Regions from separate parts of the Anas platyrhynchos genome. Here region 1 is linked to region 2. The links are chromatin contacts, called in public Hi-C maps. All regions are on one chromosome and are shown on one strand. The core of a region is the stretch at or near the end of the contact, and the rest is flanking DNA. Distances in the headings are between cores, read along the strand shown.

The links. Hi-C and Micro-C count contacts between places; a contact is called where the count stands out from the background.
Region 1: a contact with region 2 is called in a Hi-C map of subcutaneous adipose tissue, with 2.6 times the contacts expected there. The contact joins the promoter of SH3PXD2B here to the promoter of NEURL1B in region 2. A contact is called at or near these places in 2 of 8 Hi-C or Micro-C datasets (skeletal muscle and subcutaneous adipose tissue).

What each region holds. Positions count from the first base shown.
Region 1 is chr14:11,150,585-11,158,066 of IASCAAS_PekinDuck_T2T, reverse strand. It overlaps SH3PXD2B (SH3 and PX domains 2B), which reads left to right and starts at 2,031. Exons shown (of 15, transcript XM_038186487.2): 1 at 2,031-2,287. The coding sequence starts at 2,216.
Region 2 is chr14:10,958,449-10,965,537 of IASCAAS_PekinDuck_T2T, reverse strand. It overlaps NEURL1B (neuralized E3 ubiquitin protein ligase 1B), which reads right to left and starts at 1,253. Exons shown (of 5, transcript XM_038186493.2): 1 at 1,140-1,253. The coding sequence starts at 1,182.

The DNA of each region.
Region 1 (7,482 bases), core at 782-3,281, 190 kb before region 2:
GCATCCAGCAGTCACTGCTAAACAGAACAAACCTGCACCTGAAGCAGGAGGGACGGCAGCTGTAGCATTTGTAACTCAATTGTCTCACTCAATTCCCATCACCTTGCAGTTTAACATCCATTGCATTGTTTAGCAGGTTTCTGTGCCTTTTTTTTTTTTTTTTTCCTCATGTCATTTCACCTCCTGCTGTTTCCCGGTGATCACCTTGCCCAGCCTTTCAGTCCTGAGCTCTTCAGGTTACATCCTTCTCCACCCAGCTTAGCTGCAATGCCCCCAGCTGCTCCATTTCTCTTTAAAGCACACAAAGACCAGTAATTGTTTAATTCCTCTCTTACTCCCACTTTCTCCAGTGTTCCTCATTTCCTCACTATTAGTTTCTTCTCTTACCGACATTATACACAGCTGCTTTCAATGATTTTCTGGTCATCTTTTAGATTATTTATTTGCCCATCTAGCAGGGCTTTAAACCCAGTACAACTCTAGCTGCTTGTGCCTGTAGAACACCACCCAAGTGATGGAAAGCTGCAGTTCTGCCACATTTTGTCTGCCCTGGTGCTTCCCCCAGGCTTTGACTCTTAAATAGCACTCAGGGAGGGGAGCAATGTACAACTAACTGATCCTCATTTATCGCATGGTGGCAGTCGGGCATGCCAGCAGGTGCCAGTGGTGTAGTTTCCCCTTCACATAGCCTAGAATCCTTTTTGCAACCACCTCCTCCACAGGGGCACAGAGGTCTTGTGCTCAGCTGAGGGGAAAGAAGATGAAAACGAGAGCTTTGGGAGGGCAAGGGGGGTGATAAATCCCTGGCAACCTGCCTGCACCTCTCTGATTCTCCATGGTGGCGTTAGCAAAGTTAACAGCATTAAAAAAAAAAAAAAAGGAGCCACATTTAAGGAGCTGCCAAGGAGTGAGATGAGTTGTTTATGATTAAATTAAATTCATATGAAAGCTAATGACCTGCCAGCATGAGTCTTGGGTAACTTTATAATGTAATTAAAAGCCCAACAGGGAAGAGAGCTGTGGTTATGCCACGTGTTGAGAAGCTGCCGGGAAGAAGCAGGCCGAGGGTGGTGCTGGTGCAGAGAAGCACCAGGTCACTGCTTTGTCCTCTCCACTGCTCCAAGGGCACTGCCCGATGGAGTGGGCTGCTGGGGACAAGTGGGGTGCGGTGGCTCAGCTCCCAGCTTCAAAGGGTACAGAGGCAGTCCTGGGTAAGGCCGTTCTGGTGACCCGATCATACCCACAGCCAACAAAGCCTCTATTTTCTACTCAATTCATTCCCCAAATGCCTTAGGGTTGATGCTGTTGGAAACCACGTCAGCAAAGCCTTGGGGGCAGTTGTTACGGGACAAGAGCAGGGTCAAGGACCAAACCCTGGGTGTGAAGCCTATACACAGGTCCCCCATGTCAGGCAGGAGGCATCATCCTGGACCTTCTTCTACTCCCTACAGCTTCATACAAAGGCAAATAGTTGCAGATAAGGCAAGCTGTGCCCCAAGAAGCCGTGCCCTCCTGGAGAAACAGCCGAGCTGCCCCTGACCAGCACTGGACTGACTCTTGTGCTTTGGCATCACCTCGGGATGCTGCTTTTCAAAAGGGCAGAAGGGGAAAGCAAGAGGGCAGTCGCAGAGGACTTGTGCTGCCTCGCTCTGCTTTTTCCACACATATTATTCGGAAAAGCACCACTCGTGGGCTGCCACTTCCCAGCACTGGACACAGGGAGCTGTTGAGCTGCAGGTCGCTGCCCTTGGCGACTTACAGCGAAATGCCCGGAGCGGCCGATGCCACTGCATCCCTGTGCGTCTCCCGTGCCACATCCACGCCAGCTTTTTCCATTTTTTTTCCCGTGATTTTGGGGAACGAAAGGCACGGGGCGGGCAGGCAGAAGCCGGCCGGGTACCCCTTGTGCCAGCTGCGCCCTTAGCGCGGCGGCCACGCGTGGAGGGGACAAACACGCGTGGGGCGGGCGGCCACGCTCGCCCCTTTAAGCGGGCGCTTGTAGGGCCGCCCCGCCGGCTGGGATAGGTCGGGGCGGGCCGGGGCCGCCTCCCGCCCCCGGCAGCGGGCGGGTGGCTGGGCTCGGCTCGGCACGGCTCGGCTCGGCACGGCTGCGAGCTCCGGTCCCGGCTGCGTGCGCCCCTGTGTGTGTGCGCCTTCCCCCAGCGCCACCGCTCCCCGCCGGGCCCCTGGCGCCGGGCTGCGAGGGGCTAGAGGCATGCCCAGGAGGAGCATCGCGGAGGTGAAGGTGCTGGACGTGCAGAAGAGGCGCATCCCCAATAAGCACTATGTGAGTGGCACGGCACGGCTCGGCACGGCTCGGGGCGCACCCGGCCCGGCCCTGGGCAAACAAAGGGCGGGCGCTGCCGATCCCCGGGGAGCTCCGGGATGGTGGGAGGAAGAGGAGGAGGAGGAAGAAAAGGAGGAGGAGGAGGGCAGCGCTGCTGGGGCTGTCCCGGTACCGGGACCCGTTCCCCACCCGGGCAAAGTGGGGGGAGAATGTGGGTAGGGATGTGCCAGGGGGTGCCACTGGGGCTAAGGGGTGCTGGGGCAGCCTGCGCCCCTGGAGTCACCCCCGGAAAGTGTCCCTGCCTTGGTGAGGGGCAGCGTTTGCGGGGGGAGTCAGGAACCTGTTGGCTGTGGGGTCCCCGCAGAAGGACTCCCCGGTTCCATCCTCCTGTGCTTGGGACGGTGCCGCTGTCCCCCACCGAGGTGGCTCCGTGCCCACTGCACCCCTGCTGCCCCGCTGTCCTGGGGAGCACATTCCTGCACACTCCAGGGCATCTTCCCAACAGCTGCGGGGCTGTCTTTTTCTCGAGTTTTTATATTATTATTATTGTTGTTGTTGTTGTTATTTACACTTTGGTGCGCTTCCAGGCATCCATGGAGACCTTGTGGGTGAATCTTGGCAGCAACTGTAAAACAAAGACCAAAATGTTCTCCCCGCCCCGTTTGCCTTAGACCGGGGTGACCCAGTGACACACTGTTCGTGTTGCATTTGGGTTACAAGGACGCGCAGAGTGCCTCATGTCAGCAGATCCAGGCAGCCTGAGCTCTGTGCAGATCAGGGGTTTGTTTTGGGTCCCCCCCAGCTGGCTTGTGGCGGTCAGCAACAGTCAGAGGAAAGCGAAAGAACAAGCTGGCTGTCTCCGGGATTGAGGAGAGTGTAAACAGGGCCGATATCCTCTCCTTGCACCCAGGGAAGTGCCTTGGCTCTGTGATGTGGTGGCCACCACCCCAACCCCTTATCACCTCTTCCTCCTCTCCTGCCTTGTCAGTAGTTTTATCGGTGTCTGCCCGAACCTGGCCCCAGCTCCAGATGTGCCCTTTTCCTGCTCTGTCCACCCCAGACTTACTCACCCTAGCTGGGCTGTGCAGCAGGTCCGGAGGAACACATACGTGAGGAGGTTTGATGAGTTGCGTGTGCTTGTGTTTGTCTTGGCAGATCTCTTGCATCGCCCTCAGGTCCCGTAACGGGTGTGCTGGGGTTGCCTGGGGCTGCTCCTCCCTTTTCCCTTCTGGGCCTTTTTGTGCTTTGCAGGGGCTGAGGGCACCTCACAGCCCTTGGGCTCCTGCTGTCCCTCCAGATCCGAGTCCCTGCTACAGGGAAATGCAACCCACAGGCTGGGCACCGTCCCGTTTGGGCACCATCCCTGCTCGCCCACCGGGGTCCCCACACAGCTCCGCAGCGGGGAGGCGGGTGGAGCTGGGCATAGCACAAATAATCCTATCGGGCTGAGAAATGGGGACAGCAGTGTTTATGAAGACGTATCGCTGGGTGGGTGCAGCGGGGTGGCAGCTCCCGCGGCCGGATCCTGAGTGTGCGGAGGAGACGGTGGAGAAGAATCTGCACAGAGCTCATGACAGTCAGCTGTGCAGCTCGGCTGCTTGGCTGCCCGCTCCCTTCTCAACTGGCGTCTCGAGTCCTCTGCCTCTAACCTTTCCCTGTACTTGTCTTGGACCCAAACTCGGCCACGTGAGCCAGGGCAGGCTGAGCTCGGGGAGGGGCGGGCAGCGGCCTCCCCACGGCAGTGCTGGAGTAAATGGGAGCACTCGCCTTGCTAGAGGGGATCGATAGGATCAAGGCAGATCCACAAAGCCAGTTAATTATATGGAATCAACCCCCCCTTTTTTTTTTTTCCTCCCCTTCCTCTGCAAAGAGAGGCAGAGGAGGGGCAGCAAATCCCGGCTGAGTCATCTCACTTTAGACTGTATCTGTTGGCAAGCAGCAAAGCGAAGTCAACCACAAAGTGTGTGCACTAAACCTTTGCTTTGCTTCTGCTCTCCGAGATAAATGTGCTCTCTGCCATCCCTGGAGGCAGCAGCTCACGAGGAGCCCTGCGGCTCTTCCTCCCGTTGCCTCTGCTGTGCCCGACCCGTGGCTGACCTGTGCCGCTCGGCTCTGGCCTCCGCTCTGCATCCGCGAGGCTTTTCTTTTGTGCTGGACAAAGGTGCGGTTGTGTTGGTTGCATGAGGCCACAGCAGAAAACCGTGCAATTCCAGTTTCCCAGAGAAGTGATAGCGAACCAGTGTTTCAAAGTCCTTGTTTATTCCTCCGGTGGGGTGGGGGTGGAAGAGGCCAGCTCTGTTCGGGCTGGCGGGGTTCACCCATCGCCTCGGTAATCGATACAGAGCGTTGTGCAACCGAGAAAAAACTTGTGCTTTTGCAAGCTCTAATTTGAAGCAGGAGACACGTTTCCTAAACTGGGGGAGGGGGTGCTTTTGAACTATTGGCCTGTCTTATCAAAAAGTGATCAAATGCCACTTCGGTGCTGGGCAGGAACATTTCTCCCTGGTGCTGTTCTTCATAAGCACAGCTCACCCTCCATCCCTGCCTCAGCCTTTCACCCTCAAACGCCTCTGAGTTTCGCAGCCTTGCGAGAAATGTCACATGTAACAGTTTCCAGGGACAGAGGCTGCACGGGGCCTCTGTGTTTCCATCCTTTCCTAACCCTTCATGGCCCGTTCCCAGCTGGCTGATGCTGCTTTTCTGGCTGGGAGAGGCCAGGGGTTGCTCAGACGGAGGCAGAGCCAGGAGCATCGCTCCCTGATGCAGGGTCCTGCCCTGCACGAGAGTAAGGACCCCACGAGATGCATGCTGACGGGTGGGGGTACCCAAATACAAGTTTTAATGTGTGCTGTGTCAGGATTTAATGCTGCCCAGTGTTCTTCTGCACCTTGCTGGTCAAATACTATCTGTGCATTTTCCTGGTGGAAGAGAGGCAGTGCTGCTGTCTTGCTTCTAGCCTTGTACTCCTGGAAGGTTTTTACTGCTGTAGTGTTGGCATGGTGTGAGGCCAACACGTCTGCCTCCTGTTCTTGTCAAACCAACTCAGATTGTACAAGCAGAAGGGCCAAGAGGGGAAGGATAACCTAGATTCTTGCTCCAAGTGATAGCAGCCTCGAGTTTGCTCTACTAGCTGTGAAACCATTTCTCAGTGTATTGTTGTTGCACCTTCCGTCCTGACCTCCTAACCCCAGTCTTTAAATTGTGCCATTTGTATATTTAAACTTTTTTATTAATATATTAAAATACTATTTTTATGGAAAGGGCTGTTGGAGAAATGATTTTTTGGCAGGTGTGTGTTGTTGGATGCGCTGCTCGGACTCTGTCAGGAGAACAACTGAGCTTGGGACCATCAGAGCCCATTATCAGAGTGAAGAAGAAAGACTCCCTCCCATCAGGCAGAGAGTGAGGGTCACGCTGCGGTGACACATCCCCTGCAATCACATTTCAAGTGATTACAGCTCGTGTCCCAGAGGTCTAGTGCTCAGGGACACTGGCAGCGAGGGCTCCAGGCCAGTATTGCAAATTAAATTCATTTGAAAAGACAAAATCCAAAAGCAAAGTTTAAAAATAATCATTCTGGGCGACAGAGTAGCAGACTGTCATTTCTATTGTCTGGCCAAGTCTCAAATTCTGATAAATGGGTGTTTATTCAGAAAAGACCCAAAACAAAACCGTAGTTGAAACAGACTAAATTTTCCTTTAAAGGACTTCATGCAGGATCTTTTTATAGCGTTGTGTTTGTTATTCCTAGTAGAAGTCTCAAAAATACAGCTTTTGCTTACTAAATCTAGATCTTAGTTGTTTTCTTGCCCTTAAGGAAGCTTTAGGAGCTTTCTTTATAATACAGCTGCAGCTTGTGTGTTTTGTTCTGTGTTAATAACCGTGCCATTGAATTGCACCTTCATTCCTATGATCCTGTCCGCTAAGAATACTTCCACAACTCGTATAGTTTTAAATGTTTGCTCAACAGCACAGAACAAAATTATATATACGTCTGACAGGGGAAAAAAAAAGAGCAGCATGCTGTATGTTTTTTCTAGGTTATTGGGAAATCTGGACTATGCTCTTGCAGGGACTTCCTTTCCCAGCCTCAATGCACGCAAATATCACTTTGAAACAGGAAAATTTAAACAAAGTGTACAGCATACATTTATTTTACAAGCTCAGTTAACAAGATTGCAAACTTTAAACGAGGTGGATATCCATGCATATTTAACTGCCTCATTTGTATCTGCAGCTGCCTTGTAAAAGTAATTAACTGTGGGTGTTGGAATTCGGTGTCTAGGTTATAGAGTCTATAGGTATTTTAAAACAAGTTTGATTAAAACCACATTCAAAAAATTAACGTGTTATTATTTTTAATTGTGAATTTGTGAAGTGTTACTAGGTATCTTCTCTGCTCCTGTGCCTTATAGTCATGAGACTATTTGTGGTTTAATTCATCACGCAGCCCAACCCTATTGCTTATCTGGAATTGATTATTCAGTATTCAGAGAAGAATGCTCCACTGGCAAGAGAAAGAAGGCTGCTAATCTACAGATCGAGTCGTTCCTCAGTGCCTTATATGTATAGAGCAGGAGATGCCTTCTGAACGACTTATCCCATGGCTTGTGTCAGAGTTGCCCAGTCCTGACGTGGTCCATTGGAACAGAGATCTGAGGAGACCTGGCCCCAAGTCACCACGTACAGCTGCTTTATTTTTTCTGTTGTGAATCACACCGGTTGTTTGGCTTAAAAAGGACGTTGGGGGATGACTCTTCCCCAGTGTGATGCTCTTTGCGGAGGGTGACCGTGCTCCCGGCATGGCTGGAATGTCCTGTGGGGAACCAGAGGAGCTGGGTGCACTGAGACAGAGGAAGCAGAAGGTTAAAATGAATAGAGTGAAATCCATCCAGAGGCTGTTAACTGATCGAGGAGTTAAAGAAGGGAAAAGTGAAACTAGACCATATAAAGCAAGGCTGAAGCCGTGATGCTGGAGTCTCTGCTGCTGCAAAGAGTTTCTGAGCATCTGGCCTTTGGCACTGAGAGTTTGAGGGCTCTTAGCATCCCCAGCATGGTTTTGCTGCTGTGTCCTGCGGTTCTGCTGCATCTTGTCCTGTTTCCTGTCAGCTGCCTGATGCTCTCCTGCTTGTGGCAGGCCAAAGACAGGGTGTCTAGAGCTGTAGATGGGGTAAAATTTGGATCTGTCCTTGTGT
Region 2 (7,089 bases), core at 4-2,503:
AGAGGCCCTCCCTTAATGTACATACACACCTGAACTCAGTACTGCCCCGCACACGTGAGCAACAGGACTAGGAAACCAGGATCAAAAGTCACTTTTTTTTTTCCTCTTGTTCTGCCCACTGCCTGCACTCACCCATTTCCAGAAGCGAGGTGCCTAAATCTGCAGTAAATACCCCAAAATCACAGCCTGCATTGCTCGGAGTGCCTTTTTCTCCTGCACTGGGCAGCACTTGGCATCAGTGTGAGCATACTTAATGCAGATCACCTGGATCTCTGCAGATGTGTTTGGCACTCACCAGAGAGGAGGGCAGCGTGGTTTGGGGCTCCTGGCACAGCTCGGAGGGTCCCCGACCTCCTGACAGGGCGCTGAGGCAGGAGCACCCAGCTCTGCCCTCATGCAGACCGTGTCCTGCGGGACTTGCTCATGTTTAGGGAACGCTGCCAGCAACAAGATGCTTTGCTTTTCCCCCAGACGAAGAGAAAACGAAAGCAAACGCTGACAACTTTTTGAAAGTAGCCACTAAACCCTATCAAACCACCTGAAAATTTGATCGCATTCCTCACCTTCCCACTGAGCGTGAGGAAGGGCAACGCTTCATCCCGATGGCCCGTGGCAGCTCCCGAGCATCTGGGAAGCGGCACCGAGATGCCAAGGGCTCGAAGCCAAGGAGAGACTGAGGAGAAACAAGCCCGGCCTTGCGGAAAGCCGTTACGGGAGGGTGGCAGCAGCGGCGGTGGCAGCCTCTGGGAGCTCCCTGTTCCCTTGGCATCCCCAGCCCGTGTTATTTATTTGCACGTCGCAGCCTTGGCACCTGGCGCGGGTTGGCTGAGCTCCGCCAGCAGCTCCCTTCAAACCCAGCCAACCAAGCAGGCGGCTGGGGGGGGGGGGGGAACACGGAGGCCAGGCACAAAACCACGTTAAAACACCTCAAAACTGCCACCCACCCGCAAAACCCAACGCCAGCACTTTTGTTGGCTTCCCCCCCAAACCCCCTTCAGCCTGTCAGCGCGGCTAGGCGGGCGGCTGAGGGGGCGAAAGGGTTGGGATGATGGCAGCGAGGGGGGACAGCACGGGAAGGGAAGGGGACAACGGGGACGAAGGCAGCCTGAGGGGGAAGGCAGAGCTGTCCCCGCACTTACCGGGGCCGGCGGCACCGCGCAGGACGGACTCGGTGTTCCCCATGGAGGTAGCGGGGCGCTGTGAGGCGGGCGGGCAGCGCCGCGCCGCCGGTTCGAAGCTGGCGCCCGCCCCGCCCCGAGGCCGCCACCGCCAACCGCAAGCCTGCGGGAGGAGCCGCACCGGGCTGGGGCCGCCCGGGATCGGCTGCGAGAGGCTGGGAGGCGGCCTCAGGGCGGCTACGAGCGGCTTGGAAGCGGCCTGAAGGCGGCCGGGTGCCTGCCCGCAGGCCCGCCCCCGGGGCCGTGGACCTGCCTCATGGCGCCCGGCGCTGTGAGGGTGTGGGGTGAGGGCTGCCCGTGCCCGCAGCGAGGTGCGCTGCTGGGGCTGTGTTCTGGAAAAGCTTTGGCATGGCAGCTTCCAACAGGACCAAGATTTGTGCCCCTGTCTCAAATCTGTGCCCTGCCATGCTCTCGTGACGGCGAGCTGGCAGATTTATAGCAGAAATGAGTCCTGCTGTCCTCCCCCCCAGGCACTCTGTTCCCCCATTACTCCATTTCCTCATCTGTTTTCCATGGGGCCGATGTGGGTTGTGGAAGCTGTAAATGAGCAAAACAGGAGGTGTGAGATTCTTGAGCTGTCACGGCAGCCTGGCCACCCCTGGGGGTAACAGAGAGAATGGAGAAGATGGCAGCAGGGGGGCACCATTTATCCCAGTGCCAAGTTCCTCTTTCACAGCCGCAACCAGATCACGGTTACTGGATGCCAGCAGCTTTGAATTGCTTAGATGTAGATAAAGACGTGTCCTGCCCTGGAAAAGAAAGACACGGCGAGAACACGGCATGCAGATAGATGAGCACACTGCTGCCTCGAGCCAGGGAAAGGGCCGGGTCCGGGAGAAGAGGAACAGCAAAGCCTCCGCAGTGCCCCAGCATCCCAGTGCCCCTTATCAGATAGCACAGTTACGCGATGAGAGCCCTGCTGAGGCAGGGATGTCTTCCTTGAGTGTGAGCCTGGCGGTGTCTGGGACATGCGGATGCTCCTTATCTATCTGCTAATGCATTTTTTATCTTCTCCATTAGGTGGGAGCAGCACAGCAAGATCTCGAGTGCTTCAGCAACTTCCAAAGCGGCCTCCGGAGCCGTCGATGATATCCTCGCACATGGCAGTTGTAGCCGTCTCATCACCAGGTTTGGGGTCATTCGTGTGGTTTGGGTTTCTAAAAATATTACCAGCAGCAGCAGCATGATGCAGAACTGCTGAGTGTTCGCAGCAGATCCTGTGACATCCCCGGCAAGTCGGGGCTAGCGGCAGGACGCGACCTGGAGCCCTGAGTAACAGCAGCAGTTGCAACGAAAGGGCACTTGGTTCTCAGACTTTCTCAAAGCAAAAGGGAGGAGACGCCTTGCCCTCTTGGTTCCCAAAAGGCACTTAGACACGCTTTCATTCCTGAGGAGGGTGAGTAGCACCCTGAGAAGCTTTCCCAGCCCTCTAATAACAGGGAAGTTGCAGCTCCCTAAGCAGGTGCAATGGGAACCTGTATTCAGAAGCAGTGAGTCCCCGGATTGCCTACTGCGAGGTGATCACCCCAAGGCCAGGGAAATGGGCCCTGGAGCCATGTGGTTGGCATGCTCAACACTCTCCATTACTCAACCATCTTGTTTCCTGCAGTGTAGCCAGGATCTCAGCCCCTGCAGCCCCAGCAAGAATTTCCAGATGGATAAGAACAGCCTCCTTTTATCTCCATCTGCTCCCATCCCTGCTGGAGCAGCCTCCAGGCTGTCCCCAGGAGGAGGAGAAACCCAGACAAGCCACTCCACGGCCCTCAGCTGGACACTCGCAGGCACTCAGGGCAGGCTGAAGGGAGCCTGGCAACACTACTCTGAGGACAGAAGCAGAAACCTTCTTAGAATGTGCCTTGCAGCCTGTCCCCACTTTGCACCCACTGATTGCTCCCATCACGGATGGAAACGCTGCCCAGGGACAGGATTCCCAGGAGGTACAGCCTCGCCTGCTGGTCAGCAGAAGGTGATACTGCAGCTCTGACAAAGGGCTGTCTAGCATCACACTGCCTAAAATACCCCCCGCAAAATTCCATGTTGTTCCTGAGTATTTTGCTCTGGAAGAAGACCTGATCAGGCTAAATTTTCATAATGGTTTTTTCCACAGTTACCATATCATGAAGAGTACAGATTTCCCAAGCAGATTTGAAGCCAAAATGCATCGATCCTGACCTGTAGAAAGGCTTTTTTACATTCTTCTGTGTTTGTTCAAGCTCTGAACTTTCTACTGTTGCCAAGAAGCAGTCTGGCTAGCAATGACCATGGTAATGATTTTTTAAAACAGGAACATCTGTCTCCGTTGGGAACCAAGCTGAGGTTCACCAGCTCATTTCATACTGAGACCACCGAGCGGCTGTCAGGCAGTGCTAACGCTCAGCATGTGTTATTGGACTGGATCCAAAAGCCTTCAGAAAGGAAAGCTTTAGCTCCCATAAGCTGTCACACCTCAGCTCTAGGGACTCGGCATCTGCACCACGACTCAGCCAGCTGTTCCAGCTGCGTGGTGCAGCCCACAGCTTTCCCAGCAAGACAGAAGACTTCAGAGATCACTCACACACACAGTCACTTCTGCAGGGTAGGTCCGGTCAGGGCTGGGCCAGCCTTGTCTTCACTGCTGCAGAAGCAGGAGGATGCGATCTCTAACAGGGGCTATGGGTTATACAAGGTCACAACCCCTGAGCAACAGGACAGCGAATTAGCTCAGCAAGTAACAAAACATGTCATTTATATTCCTCTCCCCATCAGCCCTTGCTCTGGAAGCACTGGGAGAGTAACACAATGTGCCAAACAAACAGAAATGAGAGTAGACCTTACACAAGGAGAGCACTGGAGCTACTGCCCAGGGCACATCCATGGTCTCAGGCCAGTCCCTGCAGCTCCATATGGTTGCATACACTGTAATTGTGCTGCCTGTCCTAAGGCGTCCATGAACTGACCGGTGGTTGTGAAGGAGCCCTTGTAATTCCCTGTCCCATTGCCCCGCAAGGAGATATTTTGGGTTCTGTCACAATATAATCCTGGAAAACTCAGTGTCTTCCTTCCTGAAACTCTGAGAGTTGCAGCAATAATAATATGAACACCTAGCTTCTTACTTAACAATTTTATTAGCAAATCTCAAAGCACTCCGCAAATCTTGATCCCCAAACTGCAGACAGAGAACCCCATCCCTGGGCAACAGCAGGAATAATGTTTCCATCGAGGTTGCTTGGTGGCAGACCTGGTACAAAACCCCACATCTCCCAGTACTCACTGGTTTTATATCCCTGCAGTGTTAGGGCATGCTGTTGCTCAAATCCTGGACACTTGTGTGTTAGTCCCCCATGCTCCCCGTAAGAAGCTGTTGAAGAGCAAAGAATATATATATTGAATCACTTTACATTTTTTCAGTGTACAACTCCATTAAGGGCCACTTGTAGAATGACAGAAATTTGTTCTTTCTGTGAAGAGCAGCTGAGTGATTTGACAAATCAGACTCCCTCCTTAGGGAGTCTGATTCCTAAGAATCCTTAGGATTCTCTTGAATCCTAACCTCAGATGACTACACCAGGCAAAGTCCTTCACGTATCTTTCCAGCACTTTCTCCCTCTGTAGAAAGCATAAAATAACAATAGATATGAATTTTGCTTTCAGGATGCTGTGGGAGTTAAATAGACACTTATTTTTAAATATCTAAATGGAAGTATATATAGTATCTAAAATGGTCTGCAGGAATTGTTACAACTGGATACCTCAATGACATCATTATCACCCTTCTCATTACAGAATATAATCAGTTATGATTATTCTTGTGCTGCCTGCACCCAGAGATGCAGTAAATGCCTGTGCTGTGCAGTTTCTGCAGCCTTCTGGTGTAGGGCAGCGCCTCTGGGCTGCTCTGGGTGCCTGGCAGCTGCCAGGATCAACCACTAGAGGGGAGCTTTTCCCTACGAACCAGCAGCAAAGTTTTTTAGGTATAAACTGAGCACGGATTTCCAGAGATGGATTTGCACTGACAGTGCTCCCGGACAAGTGTAAGAGTTTCCCTCTCAGCTTAGCTTATGCCACTTGGAAATGGGCTTGTTACATCTGCTGGTCGACACATGTGCCCCCCCAGCTCTGCTAGTACCTCGGGGTTCACCTTTGGAAGTAAAAATCGGTACACATTGGTACAAAACCAATGTCCAGCCAGCCAGCACAGGCAGAAGGATGACATCCTTCAGTGAGCATGTCCAGGGTCCTCCTCAGACACAGCCAAACATTTTCATGTTGTTACAGGTTTTTTTGCAAGATGTCATAAACTCTAGGCAAGATTTCGGTCTGGAGTAGCTTTCTGCAGTAACCACAGACCCTGGTATGAGGAGGGAAGGGAAATGGTATCAGGCAGACGTCCGCTCACCTTCCACTGCCGCCTTCTGCAAACAATCTCCCCTAGGAGAGGAGAGGGCAGGAAGGAAGGAGACGTCCTTGCTGATGCCACAGCAAACTTTTCAGACATCTCTGGCAGGCCGTGTATCAACACACACCTAAATGTCATCTGATAAGAACATGGAAAAAAAAAAAATGACGCGGCTGCAGGCCACATGAAATGAAGTCACTGGCAGTTCCTCACCGCTGCTCCCAGAGCTTTGTCTCCCAGACACCAGCCAAGCCAGCCTCTGCCAGCCACACAGAGCCATCCTATTTTGTGCCTCAAAGTCCAGCAGATGGCAGAAAGACATACAGGGAAGGGGAAGAACACACTATTAATTACAAACACGGTTATTATTTGTAGAGCAGTATCCGATACCTCCTGATTACAGTTCCAAGTTTTATTGGGCTGAGCATGAGAGGATGACATTTCTATGGCACTTTTCACCCTAGAGTTATTGCAGGACCGAACAGGCCATATTTTTGGCCCAGAACGTGTACACTGTGAAATAAATGCGTTTTGAACTTTGTAGATGGAGACAAGGGTACAAATTCTGCACTGAGGGCTTGCACCGCACTCTGTGCAGGTTGTCCTTAGCCAGAGCTGCTCCCTGGACCCATTCATCCTTTTCCCCACCGTCCCCATCTGCCCACTGCCAGCTCAGTTACATTGTTCTGGCCTCACAATATCCAGGAATCACAGACAAATGTCCCGGCTCCTTAAATTCAGCCTGGAAAATATCCCTCTGTAGGAAAGAAGCTACTTCTAGAAAACACCATGAGCAAGGTAGCCGTATTTAAACTCTTGGCAGCTTTTTATTTATTCATTCTGCAGTAGCTATTTTAGAGGGTGTCATATGAGAAGGAAACAGAAAAGAAAAAAAAAAAAAAAAACCCTCAGCTACTGTGACAGCAAATCTGGACAAGACAAATCTCTCTGAAGGTGGGATTGTGTCTTTCTGTGGGTGTGATGGCTTCCACCCACCACTTTGGGGTGACGAGAAACAGCGGTTTGGCAGCGACAGCAGTGCCGTACAAGAGTCTATGGCAGGAGATGAAAAACCACAAGTCAAATCACATGTATTAGGGTTCTCACATAACTTTCTACTGCACTGAAAATTAGGGTATGACATTTTCCCCGTCACACCTTGAAGACACAAGGTTCCATCTATCCCTTAACACCATGAAATAGTGGGGTAACGCTGCAGGTTTCAGAGCGACCCCTGAGAAGTGTCAGAAGCCTGACATGGGGCTGGAAGCCCAGATGTGTTAGGTATGCAATAGCAACTTCTGCTTTGGCCTAACATGAGTCACTCCTGTAAGTCACAGGACTTAAAGGCCTCTTTTTTTGAATGGAAAAAAATAGTGGAAAATGTGCAGGGGAATATTTCAAAGCATGTGAACGCTGATAAAAGCACTAGCAGCTGGTGCCTGGACCTGGCAGCGGTACTCAAGAGATGTGAGCCCCATTTTTTTCTCTCTCCCCCCTATCATTGACTTTCTGGATGATTTTTCACAAGTTACT